2 separate regions of the Oryctolagus cuniculus genome follow, and region 1 is linked to region 2. The links are chromatin contacts, called in public Micro-C maps. All regions are on one chromosome and are shown on one strand. Each heading gives the region's core, a stretch centred on a gene start, on an enhancer-like site or on the middle of the called end of the contact. The rest is flanking DNA. Distances are from core to core; before and after follow the strand shown.

What was found. Hi-C and Micro-C count contacts between places; a contact is called where the count stands out from the background.
Region 1: a contact with region 2 is called in a Micro-C map of ear pinna, with 5 times the contacts expected there. The contact joins the promoter of USP30 here to the promoter of SART3 in region 2. A contact is called at or near these places in 2 of 6 Hi-C or Micro-C datasets (ear pinna and an unstated tissue).

Annotation. Positions count from the first base shown.
Region 1 is chr21:18,126,498-18,130,549 of mOryCun1.1, reverse strand. It overlaps USP30 (ubiquitin specific peptidase 30), which reads right to left and starts at 2,776. Exons shown (of 13, transcript XM_070066013.1): 1 at 2,602-2,776. The coding sequence starts at 2,684. LOC138847424 (a long non-coding RNA gene) reads left to right here and starts at 2,846. Exons shown (of 2, transcript XR_011385235.1): 1 at 2,846-3,438; 2 at 3,568-3,827.
Region 2 is chr21:17,762,127-17,765,965 of mOryCun1.1, reverse strand. SART3 (spliceosome associated factor 3, U4/U6 recycling protein) reads left to right here and starts at 1,526. Exons shown (of 19, transcript XM_017338061.3): 1 at 1,526-1,877. The coding sequence starts at 1,560. It overlaps ISCU (iron-sulfur cluster assembly enzyme), which reads right to left and starts at 290. Exons shown (of 5, transcript XM_002722120.5): 1 at 87-290. The coding sequence starts at 200.

The DNA of each region.
Region 1 (4,052 bases), core at 1,527-4,026, 360 kb before region 2:
GCTGCGCCAATCCGAAGCCAGGAGCCAGGTGCTTCTCCTGGTCTCCCATGAGGGTGCAGGGCCCAAGCACTTGGGCCATCCTCCACTGCCTTCCTGGGCCACAGCAGAGAGCTGGACTGGAAGAGGAGCAACCGGGACAGAATCCAGTGCCCCGACCGGGACTAGAACCCGGGGTGCCGGCGCCGCAGGCGGAGGGTTAGCCTAGTGAGCCGCAGCACCAGCCTCAGCTCCACTTCTGATCCTGCTCCCTGCTAATGTGCGTGGGAAGAGGAAAGAAGGTGGCCCAACGACTTGGGTCCCTGCCGACCATGTGAGAGACCCTGATGGAGCTCTGTGCTCCTAGCTTTAGCCTGACCCAGCTCCAACTGTTGTAGCCACTTGGGGAGTGAACCAGCGGACAGAAGATCTCTCTCTTTCTCTCTGTCTCTTCTCTCTCTGTAACTCTACCTTTCAAGTAAAAACCTTTAAAAAAAAAAAAAAAAGGAACTCCTTTAGAATATTAAACATGGAGAGGGTATACAATAAAGGGTCTTATGAGTGCTTAAAAAATTAAAGATTTCTTGATTCCAGGCTTGAACACTGAAGTCATTCTTTCAGTACACAGTTTTTCTAAAGTTAAGTGCCTCCGCCAAGTTAGCCAAAGCACGTCCTCATACCAGGATCTGGATCACGTGACCTTGGCTTTGACCTCAGGTCAGCCAAGAGTCACTGGACATCACAGTGGCTCTCCCTTACACCAATCAACATTTTTTCGTGTCATAGCTGGTAACTGAATTTCAAACACATTTTTGTGCTTCTAAGACAGAATCAATAGATTTTGTACAGAACTTGGTTAGGAAAGTGGGGTCAGGGGCCGCCCTTGTGGTACAGCAGGTTAAGCTGCTACCTGGGACGCCAGCATCCCACGTGGATGCTGGTTCGAGTCCCGGCTGCTCTACTCCCGATCCAGCTCCCTGCTAATGCCCCTGGGAAGGCAGCAGAGGACGGCCCCTCTGACCCATGGGGGAGACACTGATGGAGCTCCAGGATCCTGGCTTTGGCCTGGCCCAGCCCCCGCTGTTGCAGCCATTTGAGGAGTGACCAGCAGATGGAAGATCTCTGTCTCTCCTTCTCTCTCTCTAACTCTTCCTTCCAAATAAAATACATAAATATTTTAAAAAGAAGAGGAAGAAAGTGGAGTCACATGAATCTGGCTCAATCTTTGCTGTTTCGCCCCCTAAGCCTCCGCTTCCCCATCTTTACAATGGGCACAATCGGAGGGACGCTGTGGGGACGGACCAGGCCTGACGCACAGGCTGGGGTAAGAGCTTAGCAAACATTAGCTGCTGTATTAGGAAGGCTTCTCATTCCAGGTTCACCCATCAAAGCCACTTGTGGGGTTTCTCACTGCATCACTGTGCTTTTACGCAACACACACTCCCAGAAGTCCCCAGCAAGGTTGAAGAATTCTGTCCCTGCAGGGCTAGGGCACTTTGCTTCAAAACCCTCTCATCAAACACAGGTGTTCACGCACACGCACCCCGAGCCAGGCACTGTGACCCCGTCATCTCTTTCTGCAAACAACAACCCCACGAGGCGGCTGCCACCACCACCCGCGGATTCAAACTCAGAGCCAAGGCCAAGCCGGTCACAGCGCGTCAGAGGACACGGCCTGAAACCACGCGGGGTCCGGCTCGCCACTCCGTGCTTACAGTCCTGGAGGTGGAGGAATGGGACTGGAGGCAGGACTGGCCGGCGGGCAAAACCCCAGGAAGCTCCAGTCGTTAGCAAAATGACAGGGGGGGAGGGGGGCTGGGCGAGGCGTCAGCTGGCTTTTCCTCCCGGCCATGCCACCAGCTGAGCTTAGGGGGGCTCAGGCCAGGCTGCCTCAAAGCCCATTCCCCACGCACAGAATGGGGGCCCTGGGCAGGACAGCCTCGGGGGCGCCCAGCCCTGGGATAATGGGTGCGTTAGCCCTGCTCCAGTTCCAGAGGAGGCGGATCCACGTGTGCAACAGGTCTCAGCCATTCAGGGTGGGCAGCGGGGGCCTGGTGCTCAGCTCTGCCCAGCCCTGGGGGTGGGGGGAGGCAGTGAACAGAAGGAGGGGGTCGCAGGCTCTGACAGCGACAACAGGGGAGGGGCTTGCGGGGAGGAGCCCCGCGCGGGATAGCGAGCCTCCAGGCCGACTTGGAGAGCCTGGCCAGACCGGGGGACCCTGGCTGGGGCAGGGAGGGGGACAGAAGGGTCGGGGTCCCCCCAAAGGACTGCGGGGTCCTGGCAGTCTCGGGGCGGTGGGGGGTGGGGGCACGGGCAGCACTGTCAGAATTCGGGCTTTGACAGGACCGTGGCCCTGGGGGTGCTGGGGCCCACCCTGGCTCACGGCGCGGGTCGGGGGCTGACTTTCCTTCCCGAGGAACGCAGACAGAACTGGGGCTGCTGGAGGCCCCGAGAGGCCTGCGTCCTTTCCGCCTCGGTCCCGGGCCCCCGACCCTGCTGGACGCAGACGCCTCCGGAGCACCCCCTCGGGCCTGCGGACCCCGACTGGGGCGTGAGAAGGCCGCCAGAGGCCCGGCTGGGCACCCCGATCCTGGCCTCTCCGGCCGCCCCGCCCCCAAAGCTCACCTGACTGCGGCCCCGGTCCGCAAGAAGCGCTGGATGGCCCTGTCAGCTGCGGTCATCGCCGCCCCAGCCCGGGAACTGAGCATTGCGGCCGAGCCTGAGGCCCGCTGCCGCCCCCGCCGCGACCGCTGCCGCCGGACCCGAAGGCTCCTAGGGCTCCAAGCCTCCCAGGGCTCCCCAGGCGGCGGAACCCACGGCCACGTCCCAGATCCTCGGGGGAAGGTAGGCCAACGGACGCACGCCCCCCCCCCCCCGTCCCCGTGAGGACCGGAAGTAGCTACCACCGGAGACCAATAGCTGACGGACCACGACCTGGTTCTACCTTCCCCTTAGCAACGGGCGCCGGCGTCGGTTGCTAAGGGAGGTCCGGGACCCTCGGGTCCTCCTCGTTTAGATTTTGCCCAGACACAGCGCTCCGAAGAGGGACCTTGGGCCATGGTTTGAGATTTTCAGTGTGGAGAGGGAGGCCACTTTTCAAAGGTGAGGTCTTGCACGTTCAGTTGTTCCTGTGGTCAGCGGAAGTGGATGGAGAGGGAGGGCCTGCCATGGCGGTGGCGCGTCTCTGACAGCATCAGCAGGGCACCCGCGGCGATCGTAGCCGCCACGCTTACTGCTGGCTTGGGTGCCGGGGTACTGCTAACATGGCACGCCCCTTATTCACATGGACTGTTCACACCGACCACAGCATCGCCCACATTCACATCCCAGGAAGCCCAGGACATTTGGAAAAGTATCAAGTCTCTGGATACAGCTCGAGAGTGCCTAGGGAGCTGTGAGATCCGTCAAGTCTGCGTCTGCAGAACAAAGATGTTCAAAACAAATAGAATGAGACCCACTCAGGTGATTAAACTTGTAGCCAGACTCAAGCAAGAGGTGAACCTCTTAACCGTGTTTTACCGGGAATAGGCGTGCGGTGCAGTGGTTACATTGTCACCCGGGACGCCTGCAACTCTGAGTGTCTGCTTCCAGTCCTGGCTTCTCGGTGCTTCCGATTCAGCTTCCTGCTGGTGGACACCCTGGGAGGCAGTGGAAGATGGTCTGAGTCGTTGGGCCCCTGCACCCATGTTGGAGACCTGGAAGAAGCTCCTGGCTCCTGGCTTTGGATGGGCACAGCTCCGCCTTTGCAGCCATCTGAGTAGTGAACCAGTGGATGGAAGACCTCTCTGTCTGTCTCTATCTCTCTCTGTAACTCTTTCAAATAAATAAGATAAATCTTAAAAAAAAGAAAACACTGTCATATCAATGAGATAATTTACCATATGTTTTTGTGCTAGGTATGTCTCAACTTGGACCACCCACTACCTTTCACGTGCTCCGTCTGTGGCCAGTGGCTGGCTACCCACTGGACAGCACTGCTGATGGAGCATTAGCACCAAAGAGATTTTTCCTTTCCACGTAATCACTTTTGCAATTCCAGACCAAGTAATTGCACCTGCTTTAGTAAAAAAAAATTA
Region 2 (3,839 bases), core at 277-2,776:
CACCTGCCGTGGACGGAAGTGTCGGCTGGGATCCGGGGACGCCTGGGTGCCCTCGGCCGCTCGCGCACCCCTAGGCTCGCCCCTACCTTCTTGTGATAGAGCCGGGCCGGAGCGGACAGCTCCCGGGCGGGCAGGCGCGGGCTCCGCAGCAGCAGGGCCGACGCCGCTCTCCGCAGACGGCCAGCTCCAGCCGCCGCCATCTCTCCGGCGAGCCCCTGAGCCGCCCCAGAGCGACGCCGAGGGGCGGGGCGCGCGCGCGCGTGCGAGTCGGGCTGACGTCAGCGCGCCTGCGCCCGCCCACTCCGTGCGCGCGTCCGCGCTGTGGCCTCGCCTTGGCCACGCCCCTCGGGGGCGGGGCGTGGGAAGCGCGGGAGGGCTTGCTGCGGGGCGTTGGGGTCTGGGTTGGGGTCTGGGGATTCCGCGGCGGCCGGGCTGAGAGGGTGCAAGGCCGCATTCTAGAGGCGGACCCGGTACAACTTTGCAGTGCGCCATTGAGGCTCAGAGTGCTCGCGCGGAGACCTAGGCTCAGTGGGGACAATTGGTGACCCCAGCTCCGGGATCCGCCCCTCCCCGGCTGTGCGCCCTGGGCGGCTGGTGCCAGTTCACCAAGCGTAATCCGTGGTAATTCTAGGACAATTGTTTTAGCCACGCGGCAAATACATATTAAGTGCCGGCGCTAGACAGAGTGGAGGATTTGCACGGAAAGCAAACCCCACCGTTCTGGTCCCTTTACGCTTGGTAATGAGGGAGAAAGGCAGTGAATGAACACACACGCACACACACCAATATTTCCCTACCTCAAAAATGGGACGCTTCTTAAGGAGGAATCAAACACCAATCCCTTATTTTCCAAACAATGTCTAGATTGTATCTCTGTTGAGATCTCCTTACAGAACAGCAAACTCCTAATTTATAGGACAAGGCATGGCAATGAGGAGCCACTAAAGACATGTTTATTCATGGACTCTATTGATGCTGGCTTGCATAAGGCGATGTGATAAAATTGGAAAATTCAAACACTTAACGTCTACCAGGTACGAGGCATTGCATAGAAAGGGAGGCTCTCTTAGGGAAGTGAGTTTGTCCCGTGAATGGTGCAGTCGATCCTTCCCGGAGGATTTGTTTTCTTAGCGTTTGAGCCTCAGTTGCTGGGAGACCGAGCTCCGCTCCGAGTCCGGCTAGGCTTTAAGAAAACATTTATTTACAGGAATCCTTTGACCTTCTCAAGATGGCGCCAAGCCCGTCACTGCAGACACCACGCTCACTCCACGACTTCCTCTATGGCCGCCACTTCCTGTCCAAAGACCCAACTTCTGTCCGGAGTTGTGCCGGAAGACCTGTCATATTAAGGAGCCTTTTCTTCGCCGGAGGTTTCTGAAAGTATATTAAAATAATACGAACTGCGTACTTTTGTCTGTTTTCTTGTCCTCTGAGGCTCCCAGTTTCCCTTTCGGTGGCAAGAAAGCGGGGGTTTTGGTCAGGCGCGCGCCGCGGGCAGCCTCGCCCTCAGCCGGGTCTTCGGCGGCCGAGGGAAGACCCGGGAGTCCCTGAAGCGCAAGATGGCGACGGCGGCTGCATCTTCGGCTTCGGAACCCGAGGCCGAGCCCCAGGCCGGGCCCCAGGCCGAGGGAGAGGAGGATGAGGTCAAGGCGGCCAGGACGAGGAGGAAGGTGTTGTCGCGGGCTGTGGCCGCTGCGACGTCCAAGACCATGGGGCCAGGGTGGGACCAGCCGCAAGAGGAAGGCATGAGCGAGAGCGATGGGGATGAGGAGTACGCCATGGCCTCCTCGGCGGAGAGCTCCCCCGGGGAGTACGAATGGGAGTACGACGAAGAGGACGAGAAGAACCAGCTGGAGATCGAGCGGCTGGAGGAGCAGGTGGGCCCTCGCTCCGGGGCCCCGGCCCGCCCCGCGGTCGCGAAAGCCGGCAGGCCGCCGGGCATCCCCGCAGCTGCGGTCCTGGATCGCCGCCTGCGGCCCTGGTGCTTCGCAGGCGTTGCCCGGTGGAGGCTCGGTGACGGGAGCGGTGCTAGCGCCGCTTCACGCCGGAGGCCGAGGACGGGTCGGGCCGCCGGTACTTTGAGCCGCTCGGAACCGCCCGGGTAAAGTTGGGTCTTGTTAGGATGGAGTCCTTTTCCTGTGGGCATGGTAACGGGGGTCCAGCGCAGCGGGGGAGGGAAGATAGCGGTTGAGACGGTGGTCGCGGGCGCGGAAAGGGGGACAGAGGTTTGCCCCGCTTTTGGTAGCTTGGGCGGAGTGCTTAACGCCCCTGGCCCGGGCTGCCCCGTCTGCCGGTTGGGAAACGTTGTGTCCAGCCCCGAGGGGGTGTAGGGAGTGACCGGTCCCGTCGATGGTTGTGTGCAAAGAGCTCCCGAGATGTGCTGAGAGCTTCGGTCGTTGGTGCACGCTCAGTGTCACAGCAGAGGTTGGGATGGGGGAAGCGGTACGCTAACCTTTCCCCTCCCTCCGAGCTTCTGCTGGGGCGTCCTGCTGGGCAAACCCCCACTGGGCGCCCGGTGCTGGGGGGCCCGGGGCAGGGTGGGGAGCGTGGGGCGCCAGCGAGGCGGGAAGAAGCCGAGGCTTTGCTCCAAGTCGCTCAGAGTGGGGTTTGGACCCTGGCCGGCTCGGGGGTGTGAGGCTGCTCACCCAGGTTCTCACTCAGCCCCGCCCGGGGTCGCTTGGTTGGGATGCCTCCCTAGCACTGATGTTTTTTTTAAGCCCTGGATAGCAGTGCGATCCGTGCCCGGGAGCTGTTCCCAGAGGAACCAGTGGCTCCATTTCTGGTCAGTAGAAACGGCCACTGGTTTTGGTATGCGGAAGCGCAGGTGTCTGATGCAGCGAATACAGGGCGACCCGGGCGCCGCGCGGGCTGTGTTCCCGCCCTCCGACTGCTGGCCCTGGTGCTTGACTGCACTCCTCCACGAGCTGGGGCGGCGGGGCCCCCTGTTTTAGCAGGAGGGGCGTCTTGACACCAGGGCGAGGCTGCTCAGCTCCCTGGGGGCGGAGGAGGGGTCAGAGGCCGCGCCTCCTGTTGCTGGTGCACAGCGGTTGCCCGTCCGGCCTCAGGCCGCCCAGGGTGGGTGTGGAAGGCCCACAAGCTGGGGCCTGGCAGGTGGTCTGAGCTGACGAGGCCTCCGGCTTCGGAAATGAACTTTGCCAGTTTTTCCAACCCTCTCCCCTTCCTCATTCTGACCCCCCGGCCCCTCGTTTTCCTAACTGCCTTGCTGTTGGGGCCGTAATTACCTGTAGCGTGAGATAGACCCCTTAGCACTTGCTGGCTCTGCTTGTGAGTTCTGGCTCTCCTCCCTGAGTGTATTTTATGAAAGCTGTTATTTTTTTAAAAGGTTTATTTATTTTTTTTTAAAGACAGAATTACGGAGAGGCAGGGGTGGGGTGGGGGGAGGTCTTCCATCCATTGGTTCACTCCCTAAATGGCTGCAATGGCCAGAGCTGGGCTGATCCGAAGCCAGGAGCCAGGTGCCTCTTCCGGGTCTCCCATGTGGGTCCAGAGGCCCAACCACTTGGGCCATCCTCCACTGCTTTCCCAGGCAATCAGTAGGGAGCTGGATCAGAAGTGGAGCAGCCGGGTCTAGAACTACACCCACATGAGATGCTGGCACTGCAGACGGCAGCTTTACCCACTACGCCACAGCATCAGCCCTGAAAACTGCTATTTACTGTGGTACCTGCTGTGAACAGAAGCAGAGATCTAGGAGTGGGGTCTCAGATGCCCTGAGCCGATTTCTCCGAAGGGCACCGGGATGGTGGCTTTGCAGCCACGTGTGACCCAAGCTCGCACCCGGTAGTGAGGACCTGGTACGAGTGGTTTCAGCTCTCTGA